Regions from separate parts of the Mus musculus genome. Here all the other regions are linked to region 3. A link is a contact called in public promoter capture Hi-C data. All regions are on one chromosome and are shown on one strand. Each heading gives the region's core, a stretch centred on a gene start, on an enhancer-like site or on the middle of the called end of the contact. The rest is flanking DNA. Distances are from core to core; before and after follow the strand shown.

Evidence for each region. Promoter capture Hi-C pulls out the DNA fragments that hold promoters and counts their contacts. Capture Hi-C pulls out chosen DNA fragments and counts their contacts.
Region 1: a contact with region 3 is called in a promoter capture Hi-C map of adipose tissue, with 2.3 times the contacts expected there. The contact joins the promoter of Mgat5 here to the promoter of Rab3gap1 in region 3. A contact is called at or near these places in 1 of 484 Hi-C or Micro-C datasets (muscle stem cells), 3 of 115 datasets of contacts at active chromatin or transcription factors (bone marrow-derived macrophages, memory CD8 T cells and pancreatic cancer cells) and 2 of 9 other capture datasets (adipose tissue and liver).
Region 2: a contact with region 3 is called in a promoter capture Hi-C map of the HPC-7 cell line, with 2.6 times the contacts expected there. The contact joins the enhancer-like site here to the promoter of Rab3gap1 in region 3. A contact is called at or near these places in 4 of 39 promoter capture datasets (the C10 cell line, the HPC-7 cell line and liver), 1 of 115 datasets of contacts at active chromatin or transcription factors (bone marrow-derived macrophages) and 1 of 9 other capture datasets (adipose tissue).

What each region holds. Positions count from the first base shown.
Region 1 is chr1:127,203,546-127,208,084 of GRCm38.p6, forward strand. Mgat5 (mannoside acetylglucosaminyltransferase 5) reads left to right here and starts at 1,441. Exons shown (of 18, transcript NM_145128.3): 1 at 1,441-1,882.
Region 2 is chr1:128,831,140-128,835,972 of GRCm38.p6, forward strand. No RefSeq gene overlaps it. Among named protein-coding and RNA genes, the nearest start is that of Gm23056, 52 kb to the right of the region's middle. Within about 2 kb of position 1,637, at least 115 of the 459 cell types and tissues checked have an H3K27ac peak or open chromatin away from gene starts, as enhancers often do. A contact at or near this core is called in the HPC-7 cell line, adipose tissue and bone marrow-derived macrophages, where this site is marked.
Region 3 is chr1:127,866,997-127,871,305 of GRCm38.p6, forward strand. It overlaps Rab3gap1 (RAB3 GTPase activating protein subunit 1), which reads left to right and starts at 1,777. Exons shown (of 24, transcript NM_178690.4): 1 at 1,777-1,833; 2 at 1,929-1,984. The coding sequence starts at 1,816.

The sequences.
Region 1 (4,539 bases), core at 191-2,690, 660 kb before region 3:
CTGTCTCTGACACCTGGAAGCTCTTCTGATCCAGAAGTAGCCCAGCCTCTTCCTCCAGGTGGATGTTAAAGAAGGGCTGATTTCATTTGTGTACATTCCCAGGGTGCTCCAAGCAGGAGACAACACCACAGGTGTGTTCTATGAAGGACCTGGGTGTCAAGAGCTCTTACTCACTGGCTGTGTAGCCGAGAGGGCTACTTCACAAAACGCAGAAGAGGAACTAAATTGTTTCTAGTGTTAAAAAAAAAAATCCAAAATTCTATAATCCCCAGGTTTAAAATAATTCTGCCGGGGATGTGGAGGGGGGCAAGTTAGGGTGAAATTAGCCTAAGAACGGAGCTGTGAAACAAGGTTGAAGAAATTCTGCAGGATAAACCCTTCTACTGTAACTGGATATAGCGATGGCTCACAGGAGCAGAACTTCCTGTCATTTACACCCCGGGTAATCCATCAGTCCACCCTCCTTCCATTCCAGACAACACTTAACCAGGATCTATAATGCTCCGTGATGTAAATGCACGGCCAGCTCCCTGGAGGGTGGCCGATTGAATATTGCTTGCTAGTCAGTGTTTCATTGTGGTGCCCTCAGGGCAGGAGATGTGTTTTATTTCTGTTTGAATTTACAAGAGTACGGTGTTAAGCTGTCCAGGCTGCTCATAAAACGCAGACTGAGCAGAGAAAAAGAAGCACATTAGAAAAATTGTGTGCCTACTGTGTACCAGTCACTGCCAAACCCTTTACAAATATTTCATTACATTTTCACAATAATGTCATGGAGCAGCCGTTATTGCCCTCATTAATAGAGCCGCTAAGAGGATCCGGATAAATGACTTGCTCAGGGTCACCAAAGCCAAGGGTGTGATGCTTGTAATTCCTGTACTCAGGAGATGGAGGCAAGAAGATCCAGAGTTCGAGGGTATGCTCTGTTAAAAGCAAGTTCATCGAGGCCAGTCTGGGTTAGGTAAGACTGCACCACCCCCCCCCCCCCCCATCACAAAATAAACAAATACAAATCTGTTCAGTTAAAAAAAAAAAGACACGGGACAGAAATTCCTACTGTTTTTGCCAATCTACTCTATAAAGTATAAAAATGGAGCTCAGGGCGTTTGTTAAAAGTTGGCAAGACCCCCTAAACAGTTGAGCCCGCCATCTCCTCCCCACTGGTTTCACTCCTGAAAGGTCCCTGTCCTGAGGAGGCCCAGAGACCATCACTCTGGAGAATGCACTGTATGTAACAGTAATTGTACCCTGCCCCTGACCTTGCTAGAGTATTATTTACTCAGCTCCCTCGGTCTAGCTCTCTGCCTGTTTCTCCTTGGGCTGCGGAATGGAGCGGCTTCAAGTCCTCCTGTACAGGGTCTAGAGTTTGCAGACGATCCCCGAGAAGCCGAGGCGTTCCGAATTGGCTGAGCGCTCTGCCGGGGTGGGCGGGGAATTTGCGGAACGTCCGTGGCCCGGAATCCCTTTGCCTTGGAGAGCGGCGCGAGCCTAGAAGCTGAGAGAAGTTGGGTAGGTCGATCCGGGAAGGGTAGCAGAAACCTCGAAAAGATCTCCTAACCATTCTGTCCTGATCGTTTGGACTCAGGAGGAACGTCCCTGCTTGCGTCTAGGGGCGGAAGGTGGACGCGCTGCGCACGGCCCCGACAGGGCTGGTAGTTTTCAGACCGTCCCTGCCGAGGCCCGCTCGCCCGGCAGCCCTGCGGCTCCCGCGGTGGCGGCGGCGGCCCCAGGCTCGATCTAGCCCAGGTAGCCGCATCTCAGTCTCAGGGGGCGCTCTGACCCCGCTCCTGGCTGTGCCTGGGACCTCTGTTCCTGGAGCAAGGCTGCTGGAGAGTGAACCCGACTGCTACTGATGGTGCTTCTGCTGCTCCCCTACTAGCAGGTAAGAGCTGCTGCAGGGTCGAGCGATCGATTCAGAAGCTCGCCATCCCCCTTCGGGGAGATGCACGGACTGTGGATCGCGGGGGGACGCGTGGGGGATGTTAGGGGAGATGAGGCAGCCCTTATCCGGCCCAACGCTGACACCGGGGGCTGCGTGGGTGGATGTTCTGGCCGTGTTTGATTTGGGACGGGGGTGGGAACCCCAGAGTACAACCGAGGGACCCGCTTGGAGGGTCCACCACCTGCTCAGAGGCATCCCCTCTCATGGGACCCCGAAGATCTTCTCTAGCCTCTGAGGCTTTTAGGCTTCCAAGGAACTGTCCAGAAGGGGCTCGGGTGGCGTGGGCTGGAGGCGAGAAGCTGAGATTGGCATTTTGGACGCTGGGACCGCGATGAAACCAGAAACCAGGATGCCAGCGTGGGCCGGGCTAGGGTCCTGGGGATCCGAGAGCTCAGCGTGAGATGTGCCTTGAGCCAGTTGGAAGGAAGAATGAAGAGTGGGACCCCAGGTCCCTGGGGAGAAGGGATATAAAGATCCAAAGCTCCAGGCTGAAAGGTCAAGAAGACCCTTCGTAACCTAGAGAGCCTTAGGGACAGCCCGCCCCGGCCGCGATCCTGCCGGCGTGCACCCACGACTGGGAGATGGCAGAGGCTGCGGGATGTAAGGGCGACACCCGCGTACACACTCCCCCAGAGCATGCTCAGTGCGGTCCTGGGAACTTCCTGCCGAGTCGCCAGGCCAGCCTCTTTGGTCCCCTTTGGGGCCGCAGCTCGCTAAATTGGGGGTAGGGGGTGTGCGAGTGGGGAATCTCTGTACCCTCTTGTTCACCCTTTCTCGTCCCTCGGCCTCTGCCTGGCCTGTGACGGGCACCAGGGTTCTGCTTTCCAGAGCCACTCTGGCCTCTGGAGACGGGGGCGTGGATGTCATACCCTTGCTCCCTGAGGGTGGAAGACCAGAGGCCTGGTGACGCGTCGGTCTGCCAGGTGGACCCACTCTCAGGGAACGCAGGGCGCTCAGTCGCGCCCATTTACTCTGTGATGGGAGCAGGTTGGGTGGAAGGGGGTGTGTGAGCCCGACAACATTCGCGCGCTCCCAGTCGATGTCACACACAAAGCCACCGCAGGGAAAGAGGGAAGGGGTGGCGCTTGTATTTTTTTGTTCAGTGGCTTTTGGAGCACTCTTGAGCTGTGTGTGTGTGTGCCTGTGCGCGCGTGTGTGTGTGTGTAAGTGTGTAAGTGTAAGACCCAGAGGATGCCTTCTGATTTGCTGAGGTTGCCTGGTCTGGATCTAGAGCTCAGTAATTCCTGGCAGTAGTTTCCAGGCCTCGGCTTGGTGTTTGAATCTGGTCCTGGGTGCCTCTGGGGCTGTGAAGTTGGGAAGCAGCAAACTGAGGTTTGTGTGGGTTTTCCCGTGTAATGGCAAAGTCACATCTGTAACTACACTTGGATATAAGGTTAGATCAAATTCGAATCTACCGAGTTCTAAGTGGAAAGCAAGTTCGTTAACTGACCTATCTCTAGTTTGTTGTCAAGACCGGTGGGATCCACCACCCTGGACTTGTGGGAGACCCTTTGTCCCTGAAACAGAGCTCTATCTCAGTCAAGAAAGTCAAACCATCTCATACCTGTCTTCTACGAATTTTCCCACCCTCCCTTAGTTCCTCTAAATCATTTTGTGGCTGTCGCTCAGTGCTGAGATGGGAAGGCTTAAGTCTGATTCTGTTAGGATCAGAACAAAGCTCTCCCCTTTAGAGGACATTTTAGTTTTTCTTCTGTTTACAATTTAATGTCCATATGATAAACTTACTTGATGTAGAGCTCTGGAAATAGCGAGAAGGGGTGAATGGGGCTATAGTGACCTGAGTACCCTTTTTAGGGACAGAGAAAAGGAGGAAGTGTCTGTCCCCAGCAACTGCCTGTGGCCCAGTTGAATGTCTGGGCAAAAGGCTTGAGTCATGTCTTTCCTGTGTCGGCCTGCCGTCCTAGTATGGGACATTTGAGACTAGAGTTAGTAGGATAGGAGTCTACATGGGCTTAGAGCTTTGTAACTATCAGAATGACTCTGTGTGTGTGTGTGTGTGTGTCCGTCCGTCCTTGCATATGGAGGTCAGAGAACAACCTCAGCTGTCATTCCTCAGATTCTGTGTATCATGAGTTTTTGAAACAGGGTCTCTCACTGGTCTGGTACTAGGTGGGTAGGCTGGTCTGACTGGTCTGTGAGCTTCAGGGGTCCGTCTGTCTCCACCTCCATAGCACTGAGATTATAACTCTATGTTATTGTGCCTTGCTTTTTAAAAAAATGTAAAATGTGTGTGTGTGTGTGTTCGTGTGTATGTGTCAGTGTGTGTGTCCGTGTGTCCGTGTGTGTGTGTGTGTGTGTGTGTGTGTGTACATATAAGTAGGACAGCCTCAAGCATCAGTCCTTGCCTTCAATCTTGTCTGAGACAAGACAAGCTCTTGTTTCTGAGGCTCATGTTAGCCAAGACCTAGCTGAGTTCTGAAGCTCCTGTCTCTGTCCCTCATCTTTCCACAGGAGTGCTAGGATTATAGACACTGGTGTCCAGCTTTATATGGGTGATGGAGATTGAAACTTGGGTCTTTAAGCTTGTCTAGCAGGTGATTTAACCATTGAGCTATCTACCTGTACCTGCCTGGCTT
Region 2 (4,833 bases), core at 387-2,886, 960 kb after region 3:
ATGTCTGCTCCAGAGTAGGAACATTTTCCCTCTGTTTATTGATCTGTCCTGCAGGTACTTGTCAGTTCCCTCGAACAGTGGATACGGCATTACTTAGCCCCTTTGTGTGCCTCAATTACCTTATCTGTGTCAAATGGGTGCAAGTAGTCCAAACTCACAAACATTTATGAAACGCTCGCTCTGTGTCAGGGGCCCCGTGAAGCTTCGGAGATGCAAAGATTTCAGGACAGTTCCCAGCCGCCATGCTCTAGGTAGCCCTCTCCTCTGGGTACTCATTCTGGTACAATATGATAAAGGAGTAATCAATTATAAATAGTAAAAGTATATCTAAAATGAAGGGACATGCCAGACACGGGGAAACAGAATAGACTATCAGCTTTGAATGGGTGGATGAGAGAAATGCTGACCAGGTTATTAGATTCTAGAGAGACAGTGCACTAGAAAGGCTTAGTGCAAAATGTCAAGGGCTGTGTAGGAAAGTAACTGTCAAAAAGGTGGTGGTGTGGGCCGGGGATGTGGGTTAATCAGAGTCATCACCTAGCTTGTAACTGAAATGCCGTGTTCCATCCCAGAAATTGGTTACCCGTGTGCGGTGGTGCACGCTTGCAATTTCAGCACTTGGAAGTAGAGGCAGGAGGATTTACGTGGTCAAGGTCATCCTTGAGCATCTGTTGCCAAACCTGACTCCTTGGTTGCCAGGGCTTGCTCACATGGTGAAAGGTGTGAACTAATGCATGCCAGTTGTTCTTTGACCTCCACACATGTACTGTAGCACACACATGCCCAGAACCCCATGCGCAGGAAAAATGTAAAACGCAAGAAAGATCACTGTGTGCTGCACAGTGAGCTGGAGGCCAGCCTGAGCCCCATGAGACTCTGCCTGAAGCAAAAGCACAAGTGTGGTGTGTGACTTGAGAAAAGTCAAAGAAGAAAGAGCTGGTCAGGGCCCCAGAGGGACCCTTCGTTTATTTTGATGGACCACAGCATTATACAAAAACAAAATTCAAGTTCATGGGTCTGTCTGCCTTAGCCACTCTGCTTGCAAATGAAGCTTCTGGCTATAGGAATGACCAAATCTAGCCACTCCAGGAGTGAGGACAGACTTTCTCAGTAACGTAGAGCATCAGAACTGGTTAGGCCTTTGTTGGAAGAAGGTGGGTGACGAAAGTACACACGCTAAAGAGCCGATGGGATGTGGGGTGGGAGGATGCGGGTGGGGGATGAGGGTGAGAGGGTCGGGGTGGGAAAGCCACGCCTAGGTCAGTCCTGTTAGTCCTGTGAGCCCTGACGGGCTGGTGAGAAACTTTTCTCCCCTGCAGCCTGCAGTTGAGGCGATCTGAGTCGTCATTCTGAAACAAGCAGTTAGCAAACAAACAACTGTCATAACGAAAGAGCGATGTGCGTAGAAAAGCGTTTCTCTGTTAGGGTTCCCAACAGCATGGGTCAAAGGACATTGTTCAAAGCAAAATAATTGTGTAGGATGAGAGTCTGATGTTATCCCAAGAGGACTATTTAAGCAAAGCAAAGCAAAACAAAGCAAAAGAAAACAAAACAAGCAATCCCTCTGTGCTTGGCGCTTGGCTCTTGGTTTTTGTCAAACTCAGAAGTCACGTAACCTAGAGGGAAACATGACCACAGGGCGCCCTCTGGTGTCGAGGCAAACCCACTACAGTCTGTGGTCTGAGACCCTGCTTGCTCCAGAGGGGAACATCTGATGTGGAGGGCCATCCTCTGTTGAAGTAGATCTTCTTTATGTGTTTGTGTGGGGGTGGGTTGGGGTGGAGGTTTCGGGGCTGTGGGGGGGGGGACAACACAGGCAAGCTCCGTGAAGGCTTCCACAAATGGCTCATTATTGGAATGGAAGAGTCTCACTAAATCCTAGTGGCCAACAGCTAACAAAACCAGAACTGTCTCTCCAGAGCTATCTCTCCTTTGCTGTTTGCTTCCTCGGCTTAGCTGTCATTAACCAGCAGGGGTTACTTTCTTTGAAGTTGAGCGAGTTAGACTATTGTAGAAAGAACAGTAATTGTGGCACCCCAAACCATCTGTGGGGTGTCCTCTTTGTGGCTCTGTGGGCCTCAGGAAGCACAGATGGAAAGAGGAAGAACAATTCTAACGTTCTGTTGTTCCCTCACCCCAGGAGGGATGTCTTTGCTGCTAATTGATGCACAGATGTTGCACGGCTGTTGGCATGGGTCCCTCGTGTGATAAAGAGCTGTCATCTCTTGTGGCTAGACCTGCCCTGGGCTCAGTTTCATGGCAGCACTTCATCCGACCTCAACTGTGGTGAAAATGAGGGCTGGTCCGTAGGATCAAATGACACTTCAGTGCTGCCCGGCTTTGTCTTTGTCTAAAGCTGACCGATGATGCCAGTGCCAGCTGGAGATGATCCCAATAGTTAGTCCGCAAGGTTAACTTCGCCAGTTTGTGCCCAGACATCCTTGGTTGTCCATGGGGTCCACTCTAGCTGTTCACTTGCATGTGTTGGGAGGACATAATACCTAGAGACTTTGCTAGTATCTGGGGGAGACCTACTGCAGCAGAGAACAGAGAAGGAGTGTGCTCCGTAGACTACAGTCTGAGTCTGCCATGGGAAGCGTGGTGGGCAGACTGGCGCTTAAACCATTAGAAGCTTCTCCTCTGGGGAGTCTCTCAAAATCGCTCTTTGGTGATGATGAGGAAGGCACCTGTGGTCAAGGCTGCATTGTTTGCACACAAGCTTTGAAGTCCTCTTTAGATGTTCTGAGTAGTCCCTAAGGAAGTGGAGAGGAGGGAGGTGGGGAAGGAGGGGAGGCTGGAGAGAAAATAGAACTATTTCTGAATGCTGGCTTCTCCCCACAGAAGAAACATGTCCAGACAGTTGTTGGTACCCAGAGGGAACCCATGTCTGCCTCCACCTCTCTTAAAGCAGAGTGTGTATTTTTCTCTTCACAGACAGCCTGCAGGGATCTACTACTGGTCCCAGTTTGCCCTGGGCCAGTGACTCCTGGGAGACCGCTATAGGAATGGGTCTCATGCAGATGCCCAGGTACCCCAGATGGAATCGATCAAACTGCAGTGGTCCACATTCTTTCTTTTACAACTAATCCAATCCAGATAATTCCAACATTTAAATAATCTGCACACTACATACTTTCAGCTAAAATATGAAAATCCAATGCCAGTAGTTGTATGATTTTGTAGCCTGTTATATTGTCAATGTTTCTATTTGAATGCCCAGACAGGGCTTGCCTAATATATCATGACAGCACGCTTTCAAAAGAATTATTTTCTATATTTGCGTGAGGGGTAGTACACATTTTGTGGGGACGGTCAGAGGACAACCCTGGGTGTTACAGATCCTTAGGCATCTTTCACTTTTTAGTGAGACAGACCTCTCATTGGCCTGGAATTTTGTCAGGTTGTCTGTCTGGCTGGCTACAGAACCCCAGGGATCTGTCTATCTCCACCTTCCCAGTGTTGGGATTACAGGTACATATTGCTGAACTGGTGTTTTACATGGATTCTAGGAACTGACTTCAGGTCCTCATGCATGGGATGCAGGCTCTGTATCCACTGAGCCATCTTCTCAGCCCACATTAAAAAAATATAACTTAAAGGCATCCTGAGGTCATTACAGGAAGTGGAAGAATGTGAGCTTCACCCTTGTGAACAGATTCCATCCCCATCAAAGTTCTTTCCCTGGGGGTCTTCAGGAGAAACATGGCTGGGAAAGCTTCCTTGGCCAGGGTCCGTAGATGCTGATGGTGGGTTTATGTATGGCTGGCACTGCTTATGTTTAGGAAGCTGATGTGTGCTGTCATCAAGAAACCGGCCATCAGAGACGTTTGCATGCCTCTGGGCACTAGCTGAGAAGTGACATTTTGGGATATCTCTCCACGATGAAGGATTCTTTTAACCCTCCCAGGAAGACATCTCTGTGAATTGACTCATGCTACGCCCTCTGAATGTTGCTATTCAGCTGGACTCCCAGCCTACATCCTATGTAGTCAGGATGTCACTTCATGGGAAATCGTGACACCGTGTGACGTGAGCAGCAAGAAGAGGTGGTGTAGTTTGTTTTCTCAGCATCTCATTTAACCCAGGCCGAGCCTCAACCTTGCTGTGTGGCTGAGGGTGACCTTGAAATCCTGATCCTCTCACCTTCCTGAATGAAGTCCTGGATTCTGTCCCTAGTAATCCTGTAATCCCAGCACCAGAGAGATATGGGGGCTTGCAGTCCAGGAATAGCCAAGATATTTTTTTTACCTCTGGTCCAATTTGATGAGGCGTTTGGTCAAGGGTATTAGCCAAGACACTGTGAAAAGAGCGAGTGTGTGTGTGTGTGTGTGTGTGTGTGTGTGTGTGTGTGTGTGTGCATTTCAAGTTACTTTCCTTCTCAAGTGTCATCCACCTTGTTTTCTGGAACAGTGTTTCTTGATGGCCTGAGGCTTGCCCGATTTGGCCAGGCTGGATGGCCAGCAGGCCTCAGGGAGCTGCCCGTCTCTACCTCCGCAGCTCTGGTATGACAAGCACATATCTCTATACCAGGCTTTTAGATGTAGGTTCCAGAGACCGAATTTAGGTCTCTGTGCCTCAGTAGCGAGAGCTTTACGAGCTGAGTCATCTTCTCAGCCTCAGTGCACAGTGTTCCTTCCGATAAGAGTGCTATTATTGACTAATTTGCAATGCCAATGCTGGTTGGATGCAGGAGTCAGTGGCTTGTAGAATCATCTTCTTCCCCAGGCCCGTGGCAGATTTCAATGAAGCAAGCTACCTATATAAGTGTGGTTGGCCTCTGGGAGTTTCTGGGCACAATTGCTTCTTCTGCACATAGGGACAAGATGATCTTTC
Region 3 (4,309 bases), core at 527-3,026:
CCCCTAGAACTAGAAGTATGGAGCGTTGTATGTAGCCACGTGGATGCTGGGGACAGAGTTGGGGTCCTCTGTAACAACAGTCAGTACTCTTAACTGCTGAGCCATCTCTACAGTCCCCAACAGAATTCCAACTGCTAGTTAGCACTCCTGTCCTTCAGTGGTTTAAAAAGTAAAGCACTCATCAAATAGTATGTTCTTCTCAGAGTATATGTAACTTGTATGATGTTGTTTGGTTTTGTTTATTTTTTGTTTTGTTTTTCAAGACAAGAGTTTCTCTGTGTAACAGAGCCCTGGCTGTCCTGGTCTCACTTTGTAGGCCAGGCTTGCCTTGAATTAACAGAGATCTGCCTGCCTCTGTCTCCTGAGTGCTGGGATTAAAGGCATGCACTTCCATGCCTGGCTGCTTTTTAAAACAATAAGTTTAGTTGTATAGATTTTCTTTTCCTGGGGTTAGGAAAGGAGACAGTGGGTTTAAGGATCTTGGTCAGTGTTTATGAGTTGTAAAGTTTGAACAAGAGCTGAGGATGTAGTTCTGTTGGTAGAGCTTTTGCCTAGCATGCATGGTCCTCGCTTCTGTCTTTACCACCACACCATACAATCCAAGACGGTGCTACATGACTGCAGTCAGGATACTCAAAAGGAGGCAAGAGGATCAGAATTCCAGTTCGCTCTTCTCACCACAAGGCGTGTGAGGCTGGCTTATGAACCCTATCTCAAGAACAAAACCAAGGGCTTGAGAGATGGCTCAGTGGTTAAGAGTGCTCTTCCAAAGGTTCTGAGTTCAAATGCCAGCAATCACAAGGTGGCTCACAACCATCTGTAATGGGATCTGATGCCCTTTTCTGGTATACTCATATACATAAAATAAATATACTCATACACATTCTAGTGTAATCATATACATAAAATGAATAAATAAATCTAAAAAAAAACCCATTTGAATGAAAACTCAAAGAGGTTTTTAAATACAATTGTGACCATGCATATCTAGGGTCTTTGCCATATAGGACTACATATGCCCCAAGATATTTATGAATGTAGCCCAATACATCTGTGGATGTGAATGTCATGTAACAATTTCAAAATGTTCATCAGTTTGTTTTTGTTTTTTGTTGTTGTTGTTTTTTGTTTGTTTGGTTGTTTTTTTTCTTCCGAGACAGGGTTTTTCTGTGTAGCCCTGGCTGTCCTGGAACTCACTTTGTAGACCAGGCTGGCCTCGAACTCAGAAATCTGCCTGCCTCTGCCTCCCGAGTGCTGGGATTAAAGGTGTGTGCCACCACGCTCGGCTCATCAGCTCTTCTTGAGTCTACAAAATACTCTTATTATTTTTACTTTTAATTCTTTAAACAATACTTGTTAATTTTATTTCATGTGCATGAGTGTTTCGTCAGCATGTAAATCTGTTTGTGCAGCACGTGCATGCCTGGTGTCAGTCGAGGCCAGAAGCAGGTACAGGATCCCTTTGGACTGAAATCACAAATGGTTGTGAACTGCTATGCAGGTGCTGGAAATCGAACATAGGTCTTGTGAAAGCGCAGCGGGTAGTCTTAACTGCACAGTTATCCCTCTAGCCCCAACAGAATTTTAAAAAAAATATTACTAAACCACCTTGAAGAAGAGCGTATGCCACACTAAGATCTTTCTGTCTGGAGGAAAAAGGTCTTCCCACCTTCCAGCAGGCCCTTTGTAGGCGGGCCCGCTTCGGGGCCCCACCCACCACCCACCGAGGCCCCGCCCACGGCCACTCAGTGCCCTCCTCCTAGCTCCCTTCTTCCCGACAGCCTTCGCGCGGGGCCTGACGCTCCGCTCCGCAAGATGGCGGCGGACAGTGAGGTGAGTTCTGCGCCCTGGGTGCCTCTGTCACAGAGTTCTGCCGCCGACGTCAGTGGCCCGCAGCTTACTGTCTGTGCTCTTCTCTGTCCCCGCAGCCCGAGTCCGAAGTGTTTGAGATCACAGACTTCACCACAGCCTCGGAGTGGGAGAGGTGAGTAGTGTGTTTGGTCCTGTCTGGCCCCGGGCGGCATCACACAGGTGACGCTGGTTCGGAGGGAGACGCCCACGCTTCGTCTCTTCTTCCGCGCCACGGCAACTTTGGCTTTTTCCGCATCAATCATACAGACAGGTCAGACCAACCTTCAGACTCCGCCTTTAAAACAAGTTGTGTTGACTTCCAGATCACTTCCCTGGCACAGAAAACCATTTCCGAGGTCGTCCCCGGGTCTTATGCTTTCATGTCAATTTGCCTCAGTTGTCATCAAAGCCGTCAGCTAAGCAGCTGCTGTGTTTTCTTCCTGTGTTTATTGGAAGAGACTTTTAGCGTACCGATGACTGTTCATCTGTCATCCTCTTACCATCGTTATCCTGTCTTCGAGAAATTAAAAAATTAAAATTCTACTATTTCATACTTATAAATAGTATGTTTACATACGTCTTTGGAATGTTTTGATTCACAGCGTTACATTTTAAACTTGGTCCTGTGCCCAGACTTCCCGAGCTTGTCAAATTCAGATGAACAACTGCATTAAGGCGAACATGTTTTATCACCTGAGTGAGTTGAAAACTAAGTTTGTTGGCTTGATAGCTAGCTATTGAGGTTATTGTTGCAGTGCTTGTAGGCTTTACAAATGTGTGGCTCTCATATCAGTTGGTGGCATAGGAAGATATAAAAGATCTTTGAAATAGTAGTTTGACTTGTGTTCCCATCCCCACACTTCATCGAGTCAGTAAGACTTAACACACTAGCAAGACTTTATGAGGAAGTACTGTGTGCCCTGAACTATCCTAAGATCAGGGAAATCTATATACCTTTTAAAAACTCCAACAAATAGTTAAAATGTAAGCCAGTTGGTACTAACTACAAAGAACTAGTTAAGTAGGGAAAACGTGGACTACAAAATTGTTGGAGACATTTTTGTAGGGAAAAGATAGGAAATGCCTGCTTTGAAATTGGGGAGGGAAATGGAAGCTGGGTGACGTGGCACCTGTGTATAATAGTGACTACTGGCAAGGCTGAGGCGGATCACTTGAGCTAAGGAATTAAGACCAGCCTGAGCAATCTAAGAGGTACTGCCTTAAGAAAGGAAAGGGAAAATGGTTCAGGGTTTGGTTAAACATGAGAAGGGACTGACATTTCGAGACAAGTAAGTGAGGAATTATCACTGGGAAATAAATAAAAATGATACAGTGAGATCAGTTTCCAAAGCCAAGGCAGAGGCGTCGAGAGTTGGTGCACTTGACTAAAAACTCTCCAACTTGACTGTGCATCAGAACCTGCTGGTCTCGGTTCTCAGTGTTTCCCATTAGGTTTTAGGTCCAATCCCCAAATTTGCTTTTCTAACATGGTCCCAGGTAATACAGATGCCAGCAGGTCAGAAGACCATATTTAGAAAGCACTGCTGCTTAAAGTGGCAAGAGCTTTTGATCCTATGGTGCAAGGATTGTTTGGTTTAAGTTGTTACATTGTGGTAAAATGAAGTAAGCAGTTTACATTGATTCATAAAGTGGAACTGTAATTAGTTGGATAGAGTGAACTAGATTTAGGTAGATGAGCTTAATGTAAGTCTGAGGGGAAAGGCTCAATTATGAAACTTCAGGTTCATGCCTAAACGAAAAGATATGTATCAAGAGTGCTCTTTTGGGCACATTGACTGTAAAGTTGATATTTTGAAGGTAGTTAGAAAATGATGGTCTTGGAGGGTGAGTGGTAAGAAGACATTAATGATTAGTGTTTAGAATGGAAAAATGGCCATTTTCCCTGGTTAAATAGTTTAAAATTTCCTGAGGGGTGCTGGGGCGATGCTTAGCGGTTAAGAGTTCTGTACATTCTTCCAGAAGACCCAGATTCAATTCTCAGCACCCACATGGCAGCTCACAACTGTCTAAAACTCCAGTTCTAGGTTATTTAACACCCTCATATAGACATACATGCAAGAGAAACACCAGTGCACATTAAATAAATCAATAGATAAATAAACCCTTTCCCGGGCTGGTGAGATGGCTCAGCGGGTAAGAGCACCCAACTGCTCTTCTGAAGGTCCTGAGTTCAAGTCCCAGCAACCACATGGTGGCTCACAACCATCCGTAATGAGATCTGACTCCCTCTTCTGGTGTGTCTGAAGACAGCTGCAGTGTACTTACATATAATAAATAAATAAATCTTAAAAAAATAAAAATAAGCCCTTTCCCTGCTGTGGGCTCAGGTACATTTAAGATTTGGCTTCATCCATAATTCACTGCCATGGCTGAGGAAGCATTGATGCTAAAAGTGTAGTGGATGCCAGCACTGCTTCACAAGAGATGCCGAAGACTA